2 separate regions of the Gossypium hirsutum genome follow, and region 2 is linked to region 1. The links are chromatin contacts, called in public Hi-C maps. All regions are on one chromosome and are shown on one strand. Each heading gives the region's core, a stretch centred on a gene start, on an enhancer-like site or on the middle of the called end of the contact. The rest is flanking DNA. Distances are from core to core; before and after follow the strand shown.

The links. A called contact is a pair of places that touch in the nucleus more often than the background predicts.
Region 2: a contact with region 1 is called in a Hi-C map of leaf, with 2.3 times the contacts expected there. The contact joins the promoter of LOC107951353 here to the promoter of LOC107951361 in region 1. A contact is called at or near these places in 5 of 34 Hi-C or Micro-C datasets (leaf and petal).

What each region holds. Positions count from the first base shown.
Region 1 is chrA02:26,809,041-26,813,472 of Gossypium_hirsutum_v2.1, forward strand. LOC107951361 (membrane-associated 30 kDa protein, chloroplastic) reads right to left here and starts at 2,550. Exons shown (of 11, transcript XM_016886380.2): 1 at 2,225-2,550; 2 at 702-823; 3 at 480-590; 4 at 183-247; 5 at 20-101. The coding sequence starts at 2,375.
Region 2 is chrA02:26,974,095-26,978,273 of Gossypium_hirsutum_v2.1, forward strand. LOC107951353 (2,3-bisphosphoglycerate-independent phosphoglycerate mutase) reads right to left here and starts at 1,562. Exons shown (of 9, transcript XM_016886368.2): 1 at 1,126-1,562; 2 at 467-594; 3 at 1-80. The coding sequence starts at 1,293.

The DNA of each region.
Region 1 (4,432 bases), core at 1,300-3,799:
CAGAACAACATAGTCATACAGCATAAGATTTACGCCTCTTGAGGGCTTCACGTGCAAGATCTTCTTCTCCTTTCTGAAGAGCCAACTGTGCTTTACGGTACCTATATGAAAACAGAACTCAATAGGGACATAAACACTCATATCCTCTGAAAACTAAAGAAAAAATATCCTCAATCAATTACCAATCTTCAGAAGCCTGCTGTGCAGCTTTATACTTATTTTCCAACCGCTTTTGAGATGCTAATACCTTCAAAAAAGAAAAAGGATCACATCTGCATATAAAAAATTGGGAAGAAAATTACACTGAAACGGCACAATAAAAAGTTGTAAAACAAAAATAAACTTCTAGGACCATCTTGGAATCTATTCTTGAGTACATATGCAATGCAATCAAGCATAAAAAGGGAAAGAAAACAATGTAACCGAAGGCGAAAGAAACTCGAGAAACTAAAAAATAAAATAAAGGTAATGAGGCTTACTTGTGCTGTGGCCTGTCTCATCTTCACCAAGTCATCATTCATTTCAATCACAGCTTGCTCTAAGATTTTTTCTGGGTCTTCAACAGAGCTTAGGAGAGCATTTGCATATGACTGCCATTATCAGTGAATTGAGTCAAGTTATTGAGATAACACATCAAAATTTGGAATCATAAATCATAGTATCTTTACATGAATGCATATAAACAATTCGTAAACTCTGACCTTAACAACTCTAGCAAACCGATCAAAAAGGTTCATGCGAGTGCCAATGGCACCTGCACCTCCTCTACAAGAATGAGATCCTCCTGGAAGGGTCCTTATGCTTGTAATTTTTAGTGCAGCCACTGTTTAAGGGAGCAGAAAGAGCAACTTAAAGGATAAGTTGAACCTACTTTAGGTACTAGTGTTTAGCCCTTTTAGATAATGTTAGACAGTCCGCTGAAATTCATACTGTTATGTACTAAAATGAAAACTTAATCACTGGAGTTCCAATCGTTCATATTACTCCCTAATCATCAACCAAAATGCAAATAAACAGTAAAAGGATAGAAAAAAGGGGTGACAAAGTTATACAGAAAATTGAAATTGAAAAGATGGTCACTCACATCACATGAAAAGCAAAAAAAAAAAAAAAAACTTATGCAGAAGCTTACATAATTTTAGGGGAATTGCACCAATTTATAAATGAATTGCTTTAACTTTTTGACATGTAAATCATCTAAATATTGTAATCCACATACGAAATACACCATTTATGCTTCAAGAATATAATGTGTTCAAGAATCCGTTTGCTACACCACTTAAATAAGCTTTAGAGGTTTATGTAAAACCATTAGCAAATGACCCAAATAAACAAATAAATTTCATCATCCATAAAACCAGCGCTTTAATAAAATTATGTGTTCCATTTAAGTAAACAGCTTAGGCAATCTGCTTATGAACTAACATTCCATGGCAACACTCCTTCTCACTACTCAAGCTACCAAGGACAACAATGGCTGTAAATTTACGATGAAAAGCAAAGAATTTTGAAGAACAAATCATAAATTTGATATCCCAAGTTCCAAACAAATACAACCAACTCATAAGCAAGGAAAAACCATTCATGCCTTAACAATCGAGTTTGAAGTCGAGCCTGAGAATTGGTCCTATTTTTTTTAATAGGTAAGCGAGATTTTTATTTGAGCTCGAGATATAAAAGTATTTAAGAACCCATTTGATTCACCACTTAACTAAGCTTAAGCTCTGTTTGGTACGAAGGATGTAAAGGAGTGCGGATTGAAAACTATGTTAATATAATGGTTAGACTACTTTGGTTCTAATTTGATTAATAAATTTCCCATCATCACACCTTTCAGTCCTTCATACCAAGCAAAGCCTAAAAGATTGAACAAAAGCATTAGCAAATGACCCAAATAAAAAATGGAATGTCATCATCCATAGAAAAAGCTGAGGTTGAAGAAAATTATGAGTTCCCCTTGAGTTAAGCTGCTCAGTCAATCAACCTATGGACTAACCTTCGATGGCAACACTCTTTCTCACTAATCAAGCAATCAAAGACATAATGGCTGACAAATTTAGAATGAAAAGCAAAGTTTTTCAAAGAAAAATCACACATTTGATATATTCCATAACAATAAATAAAATTTAGCTCCCAAAAGGCACAACCAACTCAAAAGCAAGCAAAAATTTGTAGAAGAACTTATGAAGATTGGAAGTAAGAAAAAAGGCCAAAGAAAGAGTACCTCCGCCATTAAAGAAAGAAGAAGTTAATGGTTTCTTAACTAAACAACGAATGCAAGTACTGTTACTGGAGCTTGAAGACGAAGAAGAAGAAGAAGCAATGGGTTTGAAAGGGAGGGTCAATCCTGTAAATATTTGAGAATTGGCAGCCATTTTTAGTGTTTGTATGAAGAAAATTTGAAAGGCTGGTTTTGCTGTGAGAAATGAGATGATGATATCATATCAGTTACATTCCCAATAGGCGTTCTTGGGTTTTCAGATTTTTCTTTACTTTCTGGTTTTCTCTTTAATTTCGGTCCGCTTGTTGCCAAAGGAAAAAATATAAACCGGTTTGGTTTGATCCCTATTATTTAAAAAGAAATATTTTTCAGCAATTTTTTATTATTCATTTCTTGAAAACACTAGGTGAACTTTGGTGCTTTTATTTACCTCAAATATAATTGATGATAATATATGTTGAACAAGGAAAAGAAGATAGTGGAAAGAAATGTCCATTTACCTGTCATGATATAATGAGAAGTATGAGAAAACCGAGGAGGAGGATAATGTGATACGGTTGCTGTTTACGATTTTCGAAAGAAAAGGAGTCGATTATTAGTCTATTGTGCACAATCTTATATAAGTGAGGATACCTCTTGTCTTGTAGTACCTACGACAAATTAGTACCTAATGTATACTTATTTTTATCTTGATATCTATTTTTTTTATTAAAAGTGATACATAAATTATACTTTTGTTATCCAAATCACTTCAAAACATTACATTCAACTATTAAAAGTTGCAATGTGGCACAAAAACTACATAAGCATTGCCATTTATTTGTCAAATAATTCCAAATATATAGAGAGGAAAAATTACTAAAAATAATTTTTTTTAAAATGTGTTAAAATTCATAAAATATAAAAAAATCATTTTTATAATCTATTAATTATATGAAATTGAAAAATATATATATAAATTCAAATATATAAATTAACAATTCTAAAAAATAAATTCAAAGATTATTTGAAAAATATATAGAAATTCAAAACTTATATTTTATAATATAATATATAATTATATGGAATATAAATAATTCAAAATTTTCAAATCTAAAGTCAACCATTCTTCAGTCACGATTGATTGACTTAGGTAGTTTAGATACCAACCCAAGAAAAGGGTAGTTTAGAGATAAATTTTGACCAAAAAGAATTTTAGTACCAAAATGAAAGAGTGGGTATAATTTTATTTTTTTGTATGGAAAAAAAAAAGGGATTCAAGAGAACCGAAACACTATAAAGCTATGTCAGACAAAAGAACGACAAGATTGTTCCTATGTTGCAACAATCAATTGAATAGCATATACAGTGGATGATCTAGTGCACACAACCCTCCCACCATCGATCACCCCATCTTTCTTAGAATATTAGCACAGATATTTTGCTCTCTATTAATATGATTGAATTCAATCAACCGCTGCCTCATACTAAGTTCTTTGATTAGTTGAATATATATAAAACCATTCTTTGAAGCATAATTACTATAGAGAACCTATATCAACATTACATTATCACTTTCAATTTTAATCTTCCTGATACGAGTATAGGGGACCAATTTTTAGCCTAAGCACATGTTGGGCTTAGCCTTTTACAAAGCCCATTTAAGAAGCCCAAAAGATCTTGTATCTTGAGACTCAACTTTAAATGGGATCTAGGCATCTTTGGAGTTGAAAAAAATTGTCAAGATTTTAAATCTTGGTTTCAAGAAAACAAATCTTGGTTTAAAATGGACAGATTTGAAGATTTCAAGTTTAAAAGAAAAAATCAAGATTCCAGTTCTTGAAAATATTGGCTCAAGAACATATTTCTTGAAGTGGGACTTGCTTGGACGATAGTCTATGAGCTAAATGGAGTTGAAGACATGAAGAAAACAAACTCCAACAATCCATATCAGCCTCCATGGAGTTTTGGTCCAATTTGAGCCCATTTAAATGTTATTATGTTTAGTTATACTTTATTTTGGCTTAATCCGTTTTTAGCCTATTTGAAAACTTTTATTTAAGCCCAATAATGTTATTTTCATGTAAAAATTCGATCCATGTGCATTTCTTACTAGGCTGGGTGAATTTCCCTTAGTTTCTATACTGAGTTTATTTTTCATGTTCATTATGTAAGGTTTTTACTTGTTACTTGCTAGCCAGGTAATCCTACTTGCATTAGGATTTTATTTTT
Region 2 (4,179 bases), core at 312-2,811, 160 kb after region 1:
CAAAGCATTCGCTTATGTACTTGAATCCTTCTCCTTCATAGATTTTTCCAGAGGCAAGAGCAATATCAACAAGCTTAGCCCTAGAGTTATAAATGAATCAACAGGTTAGAACACTGGGACCACAGTTAACCTGCCAGAAGTCCATCTTCAAAAGAAAGAAAATGGAATACCGGAAAAAGAAGACACTTGCAAAAGCTAAGAAGTACAAAACTATTTTGCTTCATCTCTTTATTTTGATAGTTACCATGTTTGACACATACTCAGGCATAGGTATGCCGAATGTTACCCTTTATGGACTCCCCAAACAGATGGAAAAACTTGGAAATTTTGAATATATCAACAATTTTTACACTTACACGAAGTTTGAATAACATGGATAAGAAATGTAAGGAAAAAAAGAAGAAGCATAGCAATACATTTAGTTCACAAGACAGAATGTCGCTCTAAAGGAGGAAGTGAAGCTTACCCTTGAGCGAAAATGCGACCTGCACCGAGAGCATTGTGACCAACTTCACTGTTTCCCATGTCATCCTCTGTGGGGAGCCCTACAGCCTTACCATGAGCTCTGATTAATCTCCACTTTTCAGGGGCACCCTATCAACAAGATTAATTCCAATTAAATTAAGTCTCTTTACATATTGATATATGGAAATGGAATCCTACTATGAAGCAAAAGAATGTACCAAAATATCTCAATGGAACACAATTATAATCCCTAATATGGATGGAATGAAGCTAATATATACTATATTACCGTAACTCACTCATCATTATTACTGAAGTATCCATGTACTATTAGTTATCCAAATGAAGCAGTCAAGTCTTTGTTTCTCATAGAGAGGCGAATCTAAACCTAGCAGTTTGAAGAAAAAGAAACTAACACCAGATCTGTTGCAAAACTAACTTTTTATAAATGAACAAATGATAGAAGCAAAAATCAAGCATGATGATTAACATCTAATTAGTAAAGGCACAAAAAAAAAAGAAGAAACTTCATTTGCTTAGAACAAACGAGATCCATAACAAATAACAGCATGGAATCGATTACCCACATCAAAGGCTTTAGTAAAAAAACTCCTGATCTAAGTTAAACTTCTTAAAAACAGAGATATAAAGCAAAGGAACCTGTTTGAGAGAATCCATGGTGGGAGTTTGAGCAACATGAATGCAATTGTACTCATCGGGTTTGTCCTCGCCCCAGCCATCGAGAACGATGAGAGCAAGGGTCTTCCCCTTTGGAAGTGTTGGGTGATCCGCCAATTTCCAGGAGACTTGCTGCCCTGAACTCCCCATAGATGTTAGTATGTGTGTGTGTTTGCTAGTTAGCTTGTGGTTGAGAGAGCGAGAGGATTAGGTAGTTGATTATATAAGAAATCTAAAACTCGAAAAATCAGGCAAAATGAAAAAAAGGGGGGGGGGGGGACGGCGTGAATGGTGAAGCGTTGCAGCTTTCAGGTTTTGACTTAAATAATAACAATAATATATATACATAAAACAGATGGCGTGAAGACTGAGTGCGTAGCGAACCCGTGGGAGAGTGCATCACCACGTGATCATCTTTTTCACTTACCTAACCTACACCAAAGCATCTCCCAAGTTTAAAATCTCGAATATACTTTTCATCGGTCATTATTCACAGGTTAATATTTGCCATAAATCTTTTCACTCTTCACTAATTTAAAATTTAATTTTTTAAGAATTTAATTACTTTATTTTTAAAATTTTAAGTCATTCTAAAATTAAAAAATATTTATTTCACAATTATGTAAATAAAAATAAATTTAAATTTAACAATATTAAATGTTAGATCTAAATTTGTGAATAATATATAGATTTATGACATATTTTATCCTTACTGGAATTTAAATATTGTAATATTTTCATTTGACGAATATTTGATAAAATGATAATAGAATTTTTATATTCATAAGAAGGATTAGGGGTTGATAAGTGTCATGTAAAATATTAAAAAATAAATGTTTAACAAAAAAAGACATATCACAACTTTTTAAGATTATTTGTAAAATAAAAAAGGTACGCAGCCTAAAAATTATCAGTTTTCTCTTTCACTGTCCCAGAGAAACAGTGCTTGTTGCAGTTGGGTAGGAGTAGGGTGGTGATTTTGTCAACAATGGTGAGGGATGAAATCTCACTCCTAGCAAACAAACTTGTTCAACTAAATGTTAAAAGTTCGCTGGTTGTTCCAACTGGAAAATCGATGATGCTATGTTCGGTGTGGACGTGAAGACCGTATAATCCGGATAGTTTTAGGGCACAAATGAAAAGTATATGGAAAAAAAATTGAGATCCAAGTGGCAGGGAAAATTTTATTTCAAATCTCGTTTGTAGATGAGGACGATTTGGAGATGATTTTGGAAGGGAGGCCTTGGTTATTTCGAAAATAGTTGATTATCTTTGAAAAACTGAAGGAAGCCATAGAAAGGAGAAAAATTAAATTGGTTCTCTCTCTGTTCTAGCTTAAGATAGGTTCATGTCAGCCTGAATACGAAAAGAAAGATCTAATGCATGCGATAGGTTCTACCTTTGGAGGGGTCCTTTGATCGGAGATAAAAGGGGATGCTTGACAATTGAAAGTCCAATTGGATATTCAGAAACCATTGTGCATGGGAATTTTTATCTCGACGGGAAATTAGGAGAGAGTTTCGTTACCCTTTAAATATGAAATTTTACCGATTTTCTGCTTTGGATGTGGTTGTATGGGTCATGTTGTAAAGGACTACTTAGAGTTAAAAAATTCAAAAAGAAAACAATCTAAAGGCGATCTACCTTATTCAGTTGTGCTACGTGCTGATTCCAATATATTAGGTAAAGAATGTATGCAATTTGGTTTTTCTGCAAAAAAAGCCATGAAACAATACTCAAATACTGGGGTGAAAGAGGGTGCTAGCATAAGCATAGAGCTGCAGTCAGAGGTTATGACCAAGGAGATTTCGGTGGTAAGGTACCAAGGGGAGGAGTCTGGCCCACTAAAAGTGGTTCTACAAAATTTGATTAGAATGAAAGATGGAAATCCAAATAAGTCGAATGGGATAATAGAAGAAAAGCTTGAAATATCCAAATAGCTGGGCTGGAGGAGACTAGTGAGGAATGCAATAAAAATGCCAAAATGGAAAATGTGACGGGAAAGAGAAAGTATAGGCTAGATAAGGAAAGGGATGATGAGTATTCTTCACTTTATGCTAACAGTAGCAAAAGATGAAGACTTGATATGGAAAGCATTTATCTTTCACCAACGAAGGTAACCTCAGAGTAATTGGTTGCTTCTTCTCAATTATGATCGGTGGCTACTTTTAGGCAAGCCGACCGGGCTCAATCAAAACTTTAAGTTGGAATGTCCGTGGATTGGGGAGTCCATGGGCAAAAAAAAAGCTTCGAGTTTTACTGAAGCAACATAATCCTCAAATGGTCTTCTTCATAGAGACAAAAATTAATAGGAAGAGTATGGAAATTCATATCAAAATCGATCTCTATTAAAATACATATCTTTTAAAATACAAATCGAAATCTATCTCTATTTGTTCTAAACGAAACTAGACTGACTCACAGTTACAATGATGTATAGTTCACTTCTTAATTATTTTCACAGAATTTATGGTGAATTTTTAAACTTATTGTTCATGTAATAATTTGTTTCTGGTAGATTTCACAAGTAAGTTTTTAGCTTCATTTTAAATCATCCAAACATGATTTGCACCCAAAGACATATAACATGCATGCATTATCACACAAGCATCATATTTATGACTTATCAAGAAGCATAGAAGAGTTAGAGGGTACCATCTTGATGGAAGAACACCAACAAAGTTTCTAGCCTAGCTTTCCACCACTTTGCCTTTACCCTTAGCTTTAAAAGATTCACCACTCTCTTTAACTAATAACCATGTAACACACAAGATTTCCCACTAAAAAAATAAAAGTTGATAGGATGCAAAAATACATGCTTTAAAATAAATAAATAAATAATATATGAGAAGATGGGTAGAGACTTCCTCAAACTCAAACCCTCCAAAATAGCCAAAAACCTCCACCTTCATCCTTGATGAACATAGATATTTTTTTTCATGGAACTTTAAAAAAAAAGCTAGATCAAAGCCCTTACTTTCTTTGAGATTTGAAGGATGAAAAATAGTGAGAACTCACTAAAATCTCTCTCCCTTT